2 separate regions of the Sus scrofa genome follow, and region 2 is linked to region 1. A link is a contact called in public Hi-C data. All regions are on one chromosome and are shown on one strand. Each heading gives the region's core, a stretch centred on a gene start, on an enhancer-like site or on the middle of the called end of the contact. The rest is flanking DNA. Distances are from core to core; before and after follow the strand shown. Region 1 has its middle 50 kb from the start of ITPR2. Region 2 overlaps ITPR2 (inositol 1,4,5-trisphosphate receptor type 2).

Region 1 (6,748 bases), core at 1,856-4,355:
CCTTTCCCCACAGTGCTGGTGGCAATAGCATCAGGCTCTGAGCATCCAAGCATCCTGTAACCCGAGTGAGTCCTGTTTATTTTTAATATCTACAAGAACACAATGCTGAACAGATGGGTTAGAGATATCTAGATGCTTACCTGAACCTGATTTATTTTTCCTTGGAAGGCATATGGAGAGATTGGATAATAGAATAATTTTCCAAGGATAGCAACTGTGTCTGGAATGCCATGAAGAACTCGGATCACCTCACATGAAGAGTGAGTTGTCACGGCCAGCCTATGTGTAGAGACAGACGACAGCACCAGCACAAGATGTGGTATCGCTGGGACTCTTCTGATCCAGTTCAGGGACAGGTGGATGCTGGCAGTGTCCGCTCCCCGGCATTTCTCACTGGTACCCATGGCTTCTGTACAGTTAGCTCCACTCGGGTAACTGGATAGCACCTTACTGAACCTCAAGTGCTGAACAACAAAAGCTACAACATCTGAGCTCAACTGATTGGTATCTCTGTGCAGAGCAATATTTAAGGTTTAGAATCCTTTTATTTCCACATATCATTCCCCTCAACTAATGAATTAAAAATTCCGGAGTTCCCGTCGTGGCGCAGTGGTTAACGAATCCGACTAGGAACCATGAGGTTGCGGGTTCGATCCCTGCCCTTGCTCAGTGGGTTAACGATCCAGCGTTGCCATGAGATGTGGTGTAGGTTGCAGACGCGGCTCGGATCCCGCGTTGCTGTGGCTCTGGCGTAGGCCGGTGGCTACAGCTCCGATTCAACCCCTAGCCTGGGAACCTCCATATGCCGCGGGAGCGGCCCAAGAAATAGCAACAACAGCAACAACAGCAACAACAGACAAAAAGACAAAAAAAAAAAAAAAAAAAAAATTCCCTCTGTCTCAAAACATCACTGCTCTGTGGTGACTTCACTAAGTGAGCAGGAGAGGGAGCCCACTGATGCAGTTTGACATAGAGTCTGCCTTGCACGGCTTCCTTTAGTGATCTACATCCAGTTTTACCTAGAGGGTAATATGAGGCTCATAATACAATGAGTTATGTAATAACACAGTAAATACAAATATAAAACCACCACAAAAAGCCTTCTGCAGAAACAGCCTTGGAGTTCCCATGGCTCAGTGGTTCACGAATCCCACTAGGAACCATGAGGTTGCGGGTTCAATCCCTGGCCTCGCTCAGTGGGTTCAGGATCCAGTGTTACCATGAGCTGTGGTATAGGTCGCAGACTTGGATCCCAAATTGCTGTGGTTCTGGTGTAGGCTGGTGGCTAAAGCTCTGATGGGACCCCTAGCCTGGGAACCTCCATATGCCGCAGGTGCGGCCCTAGAAAAAGGCAAAAACAAAAAACAAAAACGAGAACAAAAAAAGAAAGAAAAAGAAACAGCCTTATTTCCATTTTCATTGATGCCCCTGTAAGAGACATCAGAGGTTTCTCAGCAACCCTGTCCCTCTTTGAGTCATAATGACCTTGATTTTTGGGAAAATTTCCCTCGCCTACCTCAACTTGTTGCTGAAATTTGGCCTCTGTCCACCAGTGCCAAATAGAAAGGCAGAGACAGAGTTTGGGGTGAAGGAGAACATGATAGCTTTTATCTCTTTGCCAGGCAAAGGCGGCCACAGCAGGCTAACGCCTTAAAGACTGTGTCGGAGTTCCCGTCATGGCACAGTGGTTAACAAATCCGACTAGGAACCATGAGGTTGCGGGTTCGATCCCTGGCCTTACTCAGTGGGTTAACGATCCGGCGTTGCCGTGAGCTGTGCGGTAGGTCGCAGACGCGGCTTGGATCCTGCATTGCTGTGGCTCTGGCGTAGGCCGGTGGCAACAGCTCCGATTAGACCCCTAGTCTGGGAACTCCATGTGCCGCGAGAGCGGCCCAATAAATGGCAAAAAAGACAAAAAAAAAAAAAAAAGAAGAAGAAGACTCTGCCCTCCACTGCTCCACTGGAAAGATTTGTGGGAAGTTTTATAGTAAAAAGGAGAAAAACAGGCTTTCAGATAAGAATTAGGATTGGGGCAAACATGCATTCTTCTTTCTTTGGGTAAATCTTGGTCATCAAAGCTGGCATCAGATCTCCACATGTTCTTGGTGGTGGTCTTCTGGGTCACTGACTAGAATAACAGGACTTGTGAAAAGGGTGTATTGATCAGAGATTAGAACAAAGTAGGAAAGTTCCTGAAAAACATCATGTAAACCCACAGGCAATTGTGCTCATGGTGCCTAATCTTTAGCTTACAGGTGATCGTGTTTAGGGTGCAATTAAGACCAGGAGAAGGACAAGGAAGGACTCTAAGCTGTTCAGTGTTAAAGTATTTACTTTTAATATAAGCATAAGGAATATCACTTCTCTCTTAGGTGTATAAGATGCCGACATCATTCTGTGTGCCCCTTGAGAGGGAACCAGGATCCTGCCCAAAGACTGTACTATGGTTTTTTGACCGTTGTCTCTGCATCCCCTTCCTTCCCTGATCAGCAATTGTCTGAATCTGCCCCTTGGAACTTAGGGAAGGCCATGGAGGCTGAATGAGGTCTATTTCCTAAAAGTAAGAAATGGGGTTGGGGGGAGTTCCCGTCGTGGTGCAGTGGAAACGAATCCGACCAGGAACCATGAGGTTGTGGGTTTGATCCCTGGCCTTGCTCAGTGGGTTAAGGATCCGGCGTTGCCGTGAGCTGTGGTGTAGGTGGAAGACACGGCTCAGATTCCAGGTTGCTGTGGCTGTGGTGTAGGCCGGCAGCTACAGCTCCGATTTGACCCCTAGCCTGGGAACCTCCATATGCCGTGGGTATGGCTCTAAAAAGACCAAAAAAAAAAAAAAAAAAAAAAAAAAAGAAAAGAAAAGAAAGAAAGAAAGAAATGGGGGGCATAGAAAGGTTTTTGTGCCCAGGAACCCCATGGGGCCCTGCTCTGTTACAAACTGATGTAGCTCCCAACCAGTCACCCATCTTCTGGGCCAAAGACGTGAGCAAATGACTCTGGCCTGGTCAGTCATAATCCTCAGTTCCTCCTGCAGTGGGGAAAATCCAGGTTTGGGGAAGAGACCCGGGCTCAGCTTACCAGATCCTTTTACTGTCTTCCGGGTTTTTACATGGACATGCTGGGACATAAACTCCCTTTCCTCTAGAGCTGCTGTGTTAACCTGCCACTCCCTATCTCTACTCCTTCAGATCTCCACTCCACCCCAATCTTCTTGCAGAACCCCAAGACTAGCCTTTTCTGGTTTCTAGAACTTGTTACAGAACAGCCCAGACAGGTACAGCCACTCAGGGTACTAGTTACAATGAATTCCTTTTCAGCTCTCAACGGACTGAGGGCTCGAGCCTTTCTTCTGCACCGTGAGCACGAGGTTAGGCTTGGCCAGTAGAGGGCACCAGAGAGACGCTGCAGGGAGACGGAAAAGCTGGTTTCCCTGCGAGGTTTTTGGTCTGGCTGCCTGCTGCTGGAAGGAAGGCTCAGCAAGGTTGTGTGTGGAAGCAGACATCAGGTGTCCTCTGCAACAGCCACACACTGTCCCTTGGTGACCTTGCAGCCCGGCCCAGGCCCAGCTGACCACTAACCGTGATCCTACTGCCTGGACACTGGTGTGTTCCAGAGCCTCTCTGTGTATCCACCCACCAGCCAAGGCACATCTATATCCTGGAAGGTTGTTTCCTCCTGGACCAGCTCTGGCTTAAGCAACCCAGAAAAATTCCTTGCCATCCTGTGGGTGGCAATGGTCCTTTTCCCTAAGGAGGTCTAAACCCTCTTCCGAGTTTTCTCTCTCTTAGGCACTCTTAAGCAGTTGTAGGTACAATTTAGAGTCCTTTTTTAAAAGTTACTCTTCTGTCCTAGCTAATAATTCTTTACATAAAACCTTCCCTGCTCAAAGTACTTTGTTTCCTGATTGTCCAGATTTATTCACCCCCTTTTTTTTTTTTTTTTTGGCCATGCCTGGGGCATGTGGAAGTTCTCACCAGGGATGGAACATGAGCAAAAGCAGTGACTCAAGCCACAGCAGCGACGACACCAGATCCTTAACCCACTAAGCTACCTTATTCTTGACATTAGTCTTAGTTTCTGTGATTAGCTTGGTTCACTTCTTAGCTCTATGTTGTTAGTGTTTTATTATTACTGTTCCCCTTTGAGGTCTATGTATAATGGGAGAAACAATCACTGTCTTACCTGTTATTGTGCATATGGAAAAGTCTGTTAATTATGAAGTGATATATTTTTCTTTTTTTCTTTTTATGGCCAAACCTGTGGCATGTGGAAGTTCCTGGGCCAGGGGTTAAATCTGAGCCTGCACCTCAGCCACAGCAATGCCAGATCCAGCAGCTGCATCTGTGAACTCCACTGCACTCTGCGGCAATGCTGGATCCTTAACCCACTGAGGGAGGCCAGAGATCGAACCCACATCTTCATTGATACTAGTTGGGTTCTTAACCTGCTGAACCTCAGCAGGAACCCCTAAAGTGATATTTTAGGTTTGTTGTTTTTATTATCCAGCAGCTCCTCTCTCTTATTTTCTTTAGCCTCGCCCTCTTTTTGAATGTTTCCAGGAGGTTGGTTCTTGACTTTTGCCTTCTCTCCATACCTCGGCTTCTCATGTCCACAGCTTTGTCTTGATCTCTTGCTGGAACGCTAAGCTCACCATGACTATCATCGTTTTTTTTCTCCATTGTCTAGATGCTGGAAGAGAATGTCCTGAATTTTTAATTTGACAGTCAAGACTTCATTCATTCAACATTCATGAGGGCCTGCAATGTGCAAAGCCCTGTGGTGGGTGGCGGGCATACAGAAGTGAACAAGATACACAAAGCTCCTATGTTTATGGAGTTTACTATTCACAGTTTGGCTCTAATCTATCCTTCCAGACTCCTCTCCCTGGTCTAGGGGAAAGTAAACATTTCCTGGTCATTTTCCTGCCTCGGAACCAATGAGCAACTCTGAAATGATCTTCATCCTCCTCTCTGTCTCTCCAAACCCTATGCTTTAAGACCCAGTTTGAAACCATCCATGAACCTTCAGTAGGCAGCGCCCAAAGGGCTTAGAGCAGTGATGCACAACTTTTTCCACAGCTGCTTATCTGAGCAATAAAATATGCCCTTTTAATATCTATTACCCTCAATGGGAAAAGGAAGGGTTTTTGCCAGAATCTCAGCACTCAGGTGTGCGGCGGGGGGGCAGGTATAATTTGAAAGAGTCTCCCCAGTAGTTCTGATGTGTCTTCATAGAAGATTATGGTGCCTTTCTTGTTGAGAGTCACTGGCCTATACTTTATCTTTCTCAGTGAAGTGAGTACTGCTTATAAAACATTTTCTATTATTTAAATTCTCACATCTCTGCTGTTGTGTAGGTTGCAGACACGGCTTGGATCCCGGTTTGCTGTGGCTGTGGTGTAGGCTGGCAGCTGTAGCTCCAGTTTGACCCCAGACTGGGAACTTGCATATGCTATGGGGCAGCCCTAAAAAAGCAACAACAACAACAAAATCTCACTTCTCATCCTTTTCAATAAATGAACACATTAGGAAAAAGTCAGTGGTTCTACCTACCATTCTGGGGAGTCTTTCCTTTTTTTTTTTTTTTTTTTTGCTTTTTAGGGCCGCACCCGAGGCATATGGAGGTTCCCAGGCTAGGGGCCTAATCTGAGCTATAGTTACTGGCCGACACCACAGCCACAGCAACACTGGATCCTTAACCCTCTGAGCAAGACCAGAGATTGAGCTCTTGTCCTCATGGATGCTAATCGGGTTTGTTAACCACTGAGCCACAGAGGGAATTTTGGGAGCCTTTTCTGCCCATATTTCCTGCTTGTGTTTATTGCAAACAGAACATCCAGAAGTACTGAAATGATTATTGGTTTTACTGGTAAATTGAAAAAACAAAATACTACTCACCTTAATAACTTTTACCCATACTTTTTTCAAAAAAAAGTTATTTATTTGTTTTTTGCCAAAGAATTTCTAAGCCCATCCCTTGGCTTGTGCCCCAAACTTAATTTTAGATTGAAAAATCAAGGTTCTATCTACAAATATGAGTTAAAGCTATAACATTTCTAGATGAAAACCTGGGGAAAAACTTTATGACCTTGGATTAGACATGGGGTTCTTAGATAGGATATAAAAAGCACATAATGTCTAAAATGGTTTTTAAAAAGTTGACAATATCAAGTGCTGGCAATGATATGGAAACACTGGAACCTTCATACATTGCTAATGGAGTTACAAAATGGCACAGCCACTTCGAAAAACACATTGACAGTTTCTTACAGTGCTAATCCCATAATTCTAGAATTTATCAACTATACAGTTTATTATTACTTCTAGTTCAGCATAACATATCAGAACCTCCAATTTGAAGTTACCTTAAAGATCAGCATTTTCAGGGGGGCAGTGCCAGAGGTATGTGGAAATTCCTGGGCCAAGGATTGAACCACACAGTAACAACAGCTGATCCTAAAACAGCTGCACCACCAGAAAACTCCACACTTTTCTTTTTTTCTTTTTTCTTTCTTTCTTTCTTTATTTTTTTTTGCTTTTTAGGGTTGCATGTGCAGCATATGGAAGTTCCCAGTCTAGGGGTCGAATTGGAGCTACAGCTGCCAGACTGCACCACAGCCACAGCAATGCAGGATCTGAGTCATGTCTGTGACTGTACTGCTGCTCACGGCAATGCCAGATCCTTAACCCACGGAGTGTGGCCAGGGATCGAACCTGCATCCTCATAGAAACTAGTGGAGTTCATTAGCGCTGAG
Region 2 (6,658 bases), core at 3,889-6,388, 84 kb after region 1:
CTGCACATATCCATTCCCATACAGGCTATCACAGGACATTGAGTAGATTTCCCAGGGCTATGCAGCAGCTCCCCATTGATCATCCATTCCAGATACAAAGTGTGCATTTGCCATTCCCAAACCCCCAATCCATCTCTTCCTACCACCTTCCCCTTTGGTAACCATACCTTTGTTTTTCAAAGTCTGTGAGTCTGTTTCTGTTTTGTAAATGAGTTTATTTGTATCATTTTAAAAAATCCTACATACAAGTGATATCATGTGGTATTTGCCTTTCAGTCTTACTTCATAATATTCTCTAAGCCCATCCATGTTGCTGCAGATGGCATCATATCTACATTGTATATCTAGACCACATCTTCTTTATCCACTTCTCTTGTCGATGGACATTTGGTTTCTTCCTTGACTTGACTGTTGTGAACATTGTGGTGCATGTATCTTTTCAAATTTTAGTTTTCTCCAGATATATGCCCAGGAGTTGGATTGCTGGATCATATGGTAGTTCTATTTTTAGTTGTTTTGGGAACCTTCATACTGTTTTCTATAGCAATTGTATGTAGTTTTATATTTTCAAAAACTCACATGTCATTATTATTCTTTTATATCAACAGTGTTTAAGTTTATTCCCATATTTAACAGTTTTCCTTCCTATTTATTCTCATAACTAATATTTTTCTATTAAAATAATTTTTATTCTACCCAAAGTATATTCTATAAGTTTTTTTTTTTTTTTTAGTGAAAATCTATTAATGGTAAATTTTAGTTTTTATCTATCTAAAAGTACTTTGATATTACCCTGCTCTTAAAAGTTAATTTTGGTGGGCACACAATTTCAACTTTACAATTACATTTTCCCTCAGCATTCAAAGAAATGATTCCAATATCTTCTGGCTTGTATTTTAGACTCTGAGAAATTAGCAGCCCAATATGTTGTGTTTTATCTGTAGATTCATATTTTTCATTAATTTAGGCAATTCTCAACTGTCATCTCTTCAAATATTGCCTCTCTTCTATCTCTCTATTCTCTCCTTCCAGGCTTCAAGTTGTACTTACATGGTTACCTTTTCATCTTATCTTTTGTATGTCTTAACCTCTCTTTCATATTTTCTCTGTCAAGACCATTGTTTCATTTTCAGTAACTTCTTTCTTTCTTCCTTTCTTTCTTTCTTTCTTTCTTTCTTTCTTTCTTTCTTTTTCTTTCTTTCTTTCTCTTTCTTTCTTTCTTTCTTTCTTTCTTTCTTTCTTTTCTTTCTTTCTTTCTTTCTTTCTTTCTCTTTCTTTCTTTCTCTCTCTCTTTCTTTCTTTCTTTCTTTCTTTCTTTCTTTCTTTCTTTCTTTCTCTCTCTCTCTCTCCTTCCTTTCTTCCTTCCTTCCTTTTTCTTTTTTCTTTTAGGGCTGCACCTGCAGCATATGAAAATTGCCAGGCAAGGGATCAAATTGGAGCTGTAGCTGCTGGCCTACATCACAGCCACAGCAACGTCAGATCTGAGCCATGCCTGCAACCTACACTGCAGCTCGTGGCAACATTAGATCCTTAACCCATTGAGCAAGACCAGGGATCAATCCTGCATCCTCATGGATACTAGTTGGGTTTGTTACCACTGAGCCAGGACAGGAACTCCTTGAGCAATTTCTTAAGATCTGTTTTCTAGGTTATTAGTAGTTCTATCTACTGTCTTAAACCCAGCTAGTTCATTGAATAATTATTATTTTTAAAAAATTTATCCATTTATTTTTAAGATGAATAATTATTTTTCATCTATAGAAATTCTTTATAAAATCTGTCTGATTTTGATGGGTTCTTATTCTTTGCTCCTTTAAAGAAATTGTCTTTAATGTCCTTACACATGCATAATACTTATGTTTTTTAGTCAGTAACTAACATCCATTTGTTATTCTTTTTTGCTTATGCATGCATAAGCAGTTTATTGCACTGTCTTAATAGTAATTTTAAGAATATTTGAGCTCATACTTCTTGATTTTTTTTTTTTTTTTTTTTTTTAGGGCTGCACCTGCATATGGATGCTCCCATACTAGGAGTGGAATCAGAGCTGCAGCTGCTGGCCTATGCCACAGCAACATCAGATCTGAGCTGCATCTGTGACCTACACTGCAGCTCATGGCAACGCCACATCCTTAACCCACTGAGTGAGGCCAGGGATTGAACCTGTGCCCTCATAGATACTAATTGGGTTTGTTACCACTGAGCCACAACAGAAACTTGCATATTTCTTGAATTTAATCTTCAGTATAACTAGTATAAACTCTGGATGAAATGTAAGAAAGTGTGAGAGAGTGACCAAAAGCAGGTAGAAACCTGGGGTGGGAGAGGAGCAGCAATAAGAAAGTGTCACTAGGTAAATTCCCCATTTTATAGCCTTTTCGCTGAGAACACTTTTAAGTTGGTGCCAACCAGGTGGCAAAATCTCAGATAAGAGTGACAGTATGGTAGTAGTAAACATCTGGCCTTGAACTTTGCCTAGTAAGTTCCTTGTACAGTGCCAGTGATTTTCTAGCTTTCTGCAGATGTTTGAGAAATATCACATACACTTATTTTTTATTTTGAATAGGTAATCCATTCTCATAGTTTCAGCTTCAAAAAGTGCAAGAGGATGTTCCATGAAGTCCTCCCTCTCACTCCTCTATCCCAACCACCCAGTTCGCCTCTGCACAAGCCACTGATGATTCAGTCTTTTGTATTCTCCAGAGATGCATAAATAGTCATAGATTTTCTTTTCCCCTTCGCTACTAAACTTACTTTTGTAACTTGCCGTTTTCACCCTGCAGTATATTCTGGGGATCTCTCCATATCAGTCATAGAGAGCCTGCTCATATTTTTTTTAAGTATCCATCCACTGTGTGGAAATACTGCAGGGCACTAACCAGTGCCGGTTGATGGACACAGGGGCTGTTCCTTATTGATGATTGAGAACTGATAATAGTAAAGGTCACCTTTGCCATCACAAATAATTGATCTCGACTGGTAGATGCCCATTCATATCCTGAGAAAGGCACTTGGCAAATGCTTTGGCTTTTGTGAGAACAGTAATGGACAAGCTGGAACAAAATGCTGCACATACTGACTTGCAATTGTATTGGATTCAGAGAGATTGTGCCGGCAGGTTATAGAGGATCAAGGAAAGGAAGTTATTAGATGGAGAAGGAAAATCTGAAAAGAAAAAGTCAGATTGCTTTCTTTGGCTGGATTAAGACTTTAAGTTTTCAAAACATACAGGCAAATTGTCTCTGAAGTCATGGTCAGATATACATGCTTCTCTTTGAAAGGCGATGTGTAACTCTTTTAGTTCCCCCTCTCCCACCCCCTAGTTTCACCGGCATCCTTTTTCTGAATATAATTGTTTCACAAAATCATGGCTTCTTGCCCTGATTTCTAAAAAAGTTAGTATGTGATCAGAGTTCCCGTTGTGGCGCAGTGGTTAACGAATCCAACTAGGAACCATGAGGTTGCGGGTTCAATCCCTGCCCTTGCTCAGTGGGTTGAGGATCCGGCGTTGCTGTGAGCTGTGGCATAGGTCCCAGATGTGGCTTGGATCTTGCATTGCTGTGGCTCTGGCGTAGGCCGGTGGCTACAGCTCCAGTTGGACCCATAGCCTGGGAACCTCCATGTACCGCGGGAGCAGCCCTAGAACAGGCAAAAAGATTAAAAAAAAAAAAAAAGTTAGTATGTGAACAACATCATTCCCTTTGTGAGTCTCATGATACCTATTTTTTCAAAAAGTTTTTGAATCCTTTGGTCTAGGCGATAGTACTGATCAAATAATTTAAGCATAAGGATTCATTTAGTGTTTGTAGTAGTTTCCAAGTAGTAGTACTTCAAAATTGAGTGTTTATGCTGTAATTTCTATGCGGTTTAGATTAATTTTATCTTTCATGGAAGAACAACTGGAAACATTTTAAATACCTAAGAGTAAGCACAATTTTAACTTTGGAAGGAAACGATTTTAGAAATATTATCAGCAACAAACTTGTGCATGATTGTAAAAGTTACACATGGAATTAAATGGGTTTTGTTTTGTTTTGTTTTGTTTGGCAATGCCTGCAGCATGTGGAAGTTCCTGGGTCAGGGGCCGAACCTTGCCACAGAAGCAACCCAAGCCGCTGCAGTGACAAAGCTGGATCCTTAACCCTGTGCACCACAAAGGAACTCCTAAGTGTGCTTTTAGTAGTAAAGCTTAAAATGTTTGTGTTAGTAAAAATGTTATTGAAATAAGAAATCTGAAAAGAGAAGATAAAGTTAAACATGATTGGTTTCACTTTTAAAAACCTCACATTTCAAATGGCAAAAGTGAATTTAACTTAACTTGTCATCATAGGCAAAATATGAGTACAGCTATGAGTGAATTTTCTATGTTGCATCTGTTTTGCATTTATAAGTCAGAACACTTTTTGGCAGAAGTCTTGCAATGAAATTACTTCCCTCTTTGTGTGATTAGAAATGTTTAAGGCCCTGTGTAGGGGTGTATTCACAGGACGTATCAGATCTAAGGTATAGAACCAGACATTTCTAGAACCTAGTATTTCTTGTTAAGTTACTCCGAATTATGAGACAGATTAATTGGCTTTACCAACAAGAACCTGCAGGCCTTGAGGTTGGCATCCTACTTAGGCAACTTGAGTATTGGTAAGCAAAAAAAAAAAAAAAAAAAAAAAAAAAAAGTTCATATTTCTGATGGATAAGACCTTAAGATGTTAAAATACTGTGTTCTAAGACAATGGTAAATGAATGGAACAAAAATCACAAACTAGTATTTTTTTTGGAATGATGAAATAACACATAAACTGAAAAGAACTGATTCTAAACAGTTAAACCTTCCAACTACAGTGTATAAAATACTATAAAGTCGGAGCTGGCTACTGAAAGCTAGCCCAAGCCAGCTTTAATTACAAAACAAAATCAGAGAAATGAGAAAACCACAGAAATAGAAGGAATTTGTGAGATCACAGCTGTCCCATTTAGAAAGTGAGGCACAGAGAGGTTAAGTGGCTAACGTAAACACAGCTGGTTATAGAGTGGCAGAACAAGGATTAGAGCTCAATTTTTAAGATTCTGTTCTAGTACTCCTTCCAAGTGAAGGTGAGGGAAGGGGTTGACTGATGCGCCAGGGCTGTGGGGGCTGTGGTGAAGGTGGCTGGTGCATTGTGTGGGGTGGAGGGACCGTTTTGCTAAGAAGTCAGAAAATTGCAGCTCAGGGAGAAATATGGCCAGTGCAGTGAAAATCCCAGAGTTAGGGATAAAGTTATTTTTGACAGAGTTCTGAAAGTGCTTTAAAGGCAGTTCTGGAGTTCCTGTCATGGCGCAGTGGAAACGAATCCGACTAGGAACCATGAGGTTGTGGGTTTGATGCCTGGCCTCGCTCAGTGGGTTAAGGATCTGGCGTTGCCATGAGCTGTGGTGTAGGTCACAGACACGGCTCGGATCTGGCATTGCTGTGGCTGTAGTGTAGGCCTGCAGCTGGAGCTCCGTTTAGACCCCTAGCCTGGGAACCTCCATATGCCATGGGTACAGTCCTAAAAAAAAAAGAAAAAAGCCAAAAAATAAATAAGTAAAATAAAGGCAGCTCTGCCATACTTATGAATCTAGCCACAATATCAGCCCCCTTTCTTGCTAATAGTTTTTAATAGTGTCCATTGTGGACTCCCACCTTCTCTTTCCCCTCAAATTCATTTTGTTTAAATAGCTTTATAGTCATTGTTTTAGAAATGAACTATGCCACTTAATTGTACAAATATCACATATAGGTGGTAGGTGAATATCAGAAAATAACACATTTTCAAAAGTATTCAAGGTAGAAATACCATTTATGGCTTCATCAGGAAAAATATATGACTAACTTATTTTACTTTTTTTTTTTTTGTCTCTTTAGGGCCACACCTGTGGTATATGGAAGTTCTTAGACTAGGGGTCAAATCAGAGCTACAGCTGCCGGCCTACACTATAGCCGCAGCAATGCAAGGTCTGAGCCACGTCTGTGACCTACACCACGGCTCGTGGCAATGCCGGATCCTTAACCCACTGAGCGAGGCCAGGCATCAAACCTGCATCCTCATGGATCCTAGTTGGGTTCATTACTGCTGAGCCATGACATAATTCCCTATTTTACCTATTTTTGTGGCATTTTCTTTGCGGTTGGTAGACTAATAAGGGACGAGAGACCAAAGGGTAATTTGCTTTCTTTTGGAAAGCTATTTAAAAACCTGGTAGCCATGTATTTTTATATAATAATTTATTTGCCATCCATGCGTATTCTTACAATATATGGTATTTAGTTTTGCCTAGTCATGCCTTCAGTATAAATGGAATTATCTTAACACTTGGGACTTGCTTGTTTTTAGCTCAACTTTAGGTCTTTGAGATTTTCAATGTTGTTGCAATTTATTCACTTTTAAAAAGTTATGTTTTGTATGAAATTATTCATTTGTCATAATTTATTTGTCCATGCTACTCTTACTGATGGACTTCTGGGTTTTTCTGGAGCTTGCTATCATGAACAGTGCTGCCTCAAACACTGTGGTATGTATCTCCAGATGCACATGTGCAAGATTTGTCAAGGAGGCAAATCTCTCCAGTTAAAATTTGATTCACATATATTTTTGATTCACATTTATCTATAAAATCATTCAAAGCAGCTAATGAAGTCTCT

What was found. Hi-C and Micro-C count contacts between places; a contact is called where the count stands out from the background.
Region 2: a contact with region 1 is called in a Hi-C map of retroperitoneal adipose tissue, with 2.7 times the contacts expected there. The contact joins two enhancer-like sites. A contact is called at or near these places in 1 of 5 promoter capture datasets (liver) and 19 of 47 Hi-C or Micro-C datasets (alveolar macrophages, blood, embryonic fibroblasts and 11 more).

What each region holds. Positions count from the first base shown.
Region 1 is chr5:46,883,221-46,889,968 of Sscrofa11.1, forward strand. No RefSeq gene overlaps it. Among named protein-coding and RNA genes, the nearest start is that of ITPR2, 50 kb to the right of the region's middle. Within about 2 kb of position 3,106, at least 16 of the 83 cell types and tissues checked have an H3K27ac peak or open chromatin away from gene starts, as enhancers often do. A contact at or near this core is called in retroperitoneal adipose tissue, where this site is marked.
Region 2 is chr5:46,965,498-46,972,155 of Sscrofa11.1, forward strand. All of the region lies in intron 1 of ITPR2 (inositol 1,4,5-trisphosphate receptor type 2), which reads left to right. Among named protein-coding and RNA genes, the nearest start is that of ITPR2, 33 kb to the left of the region's middle. Within about 2 kb of position 5,139, at least 2 of the 83 cell types and tissues checked have an H3K27ac peak or open chromatin away from gene starts, as enhancers often do. A contact at or near this core is called in retroperitoneal adipose tissue, where this site is marked.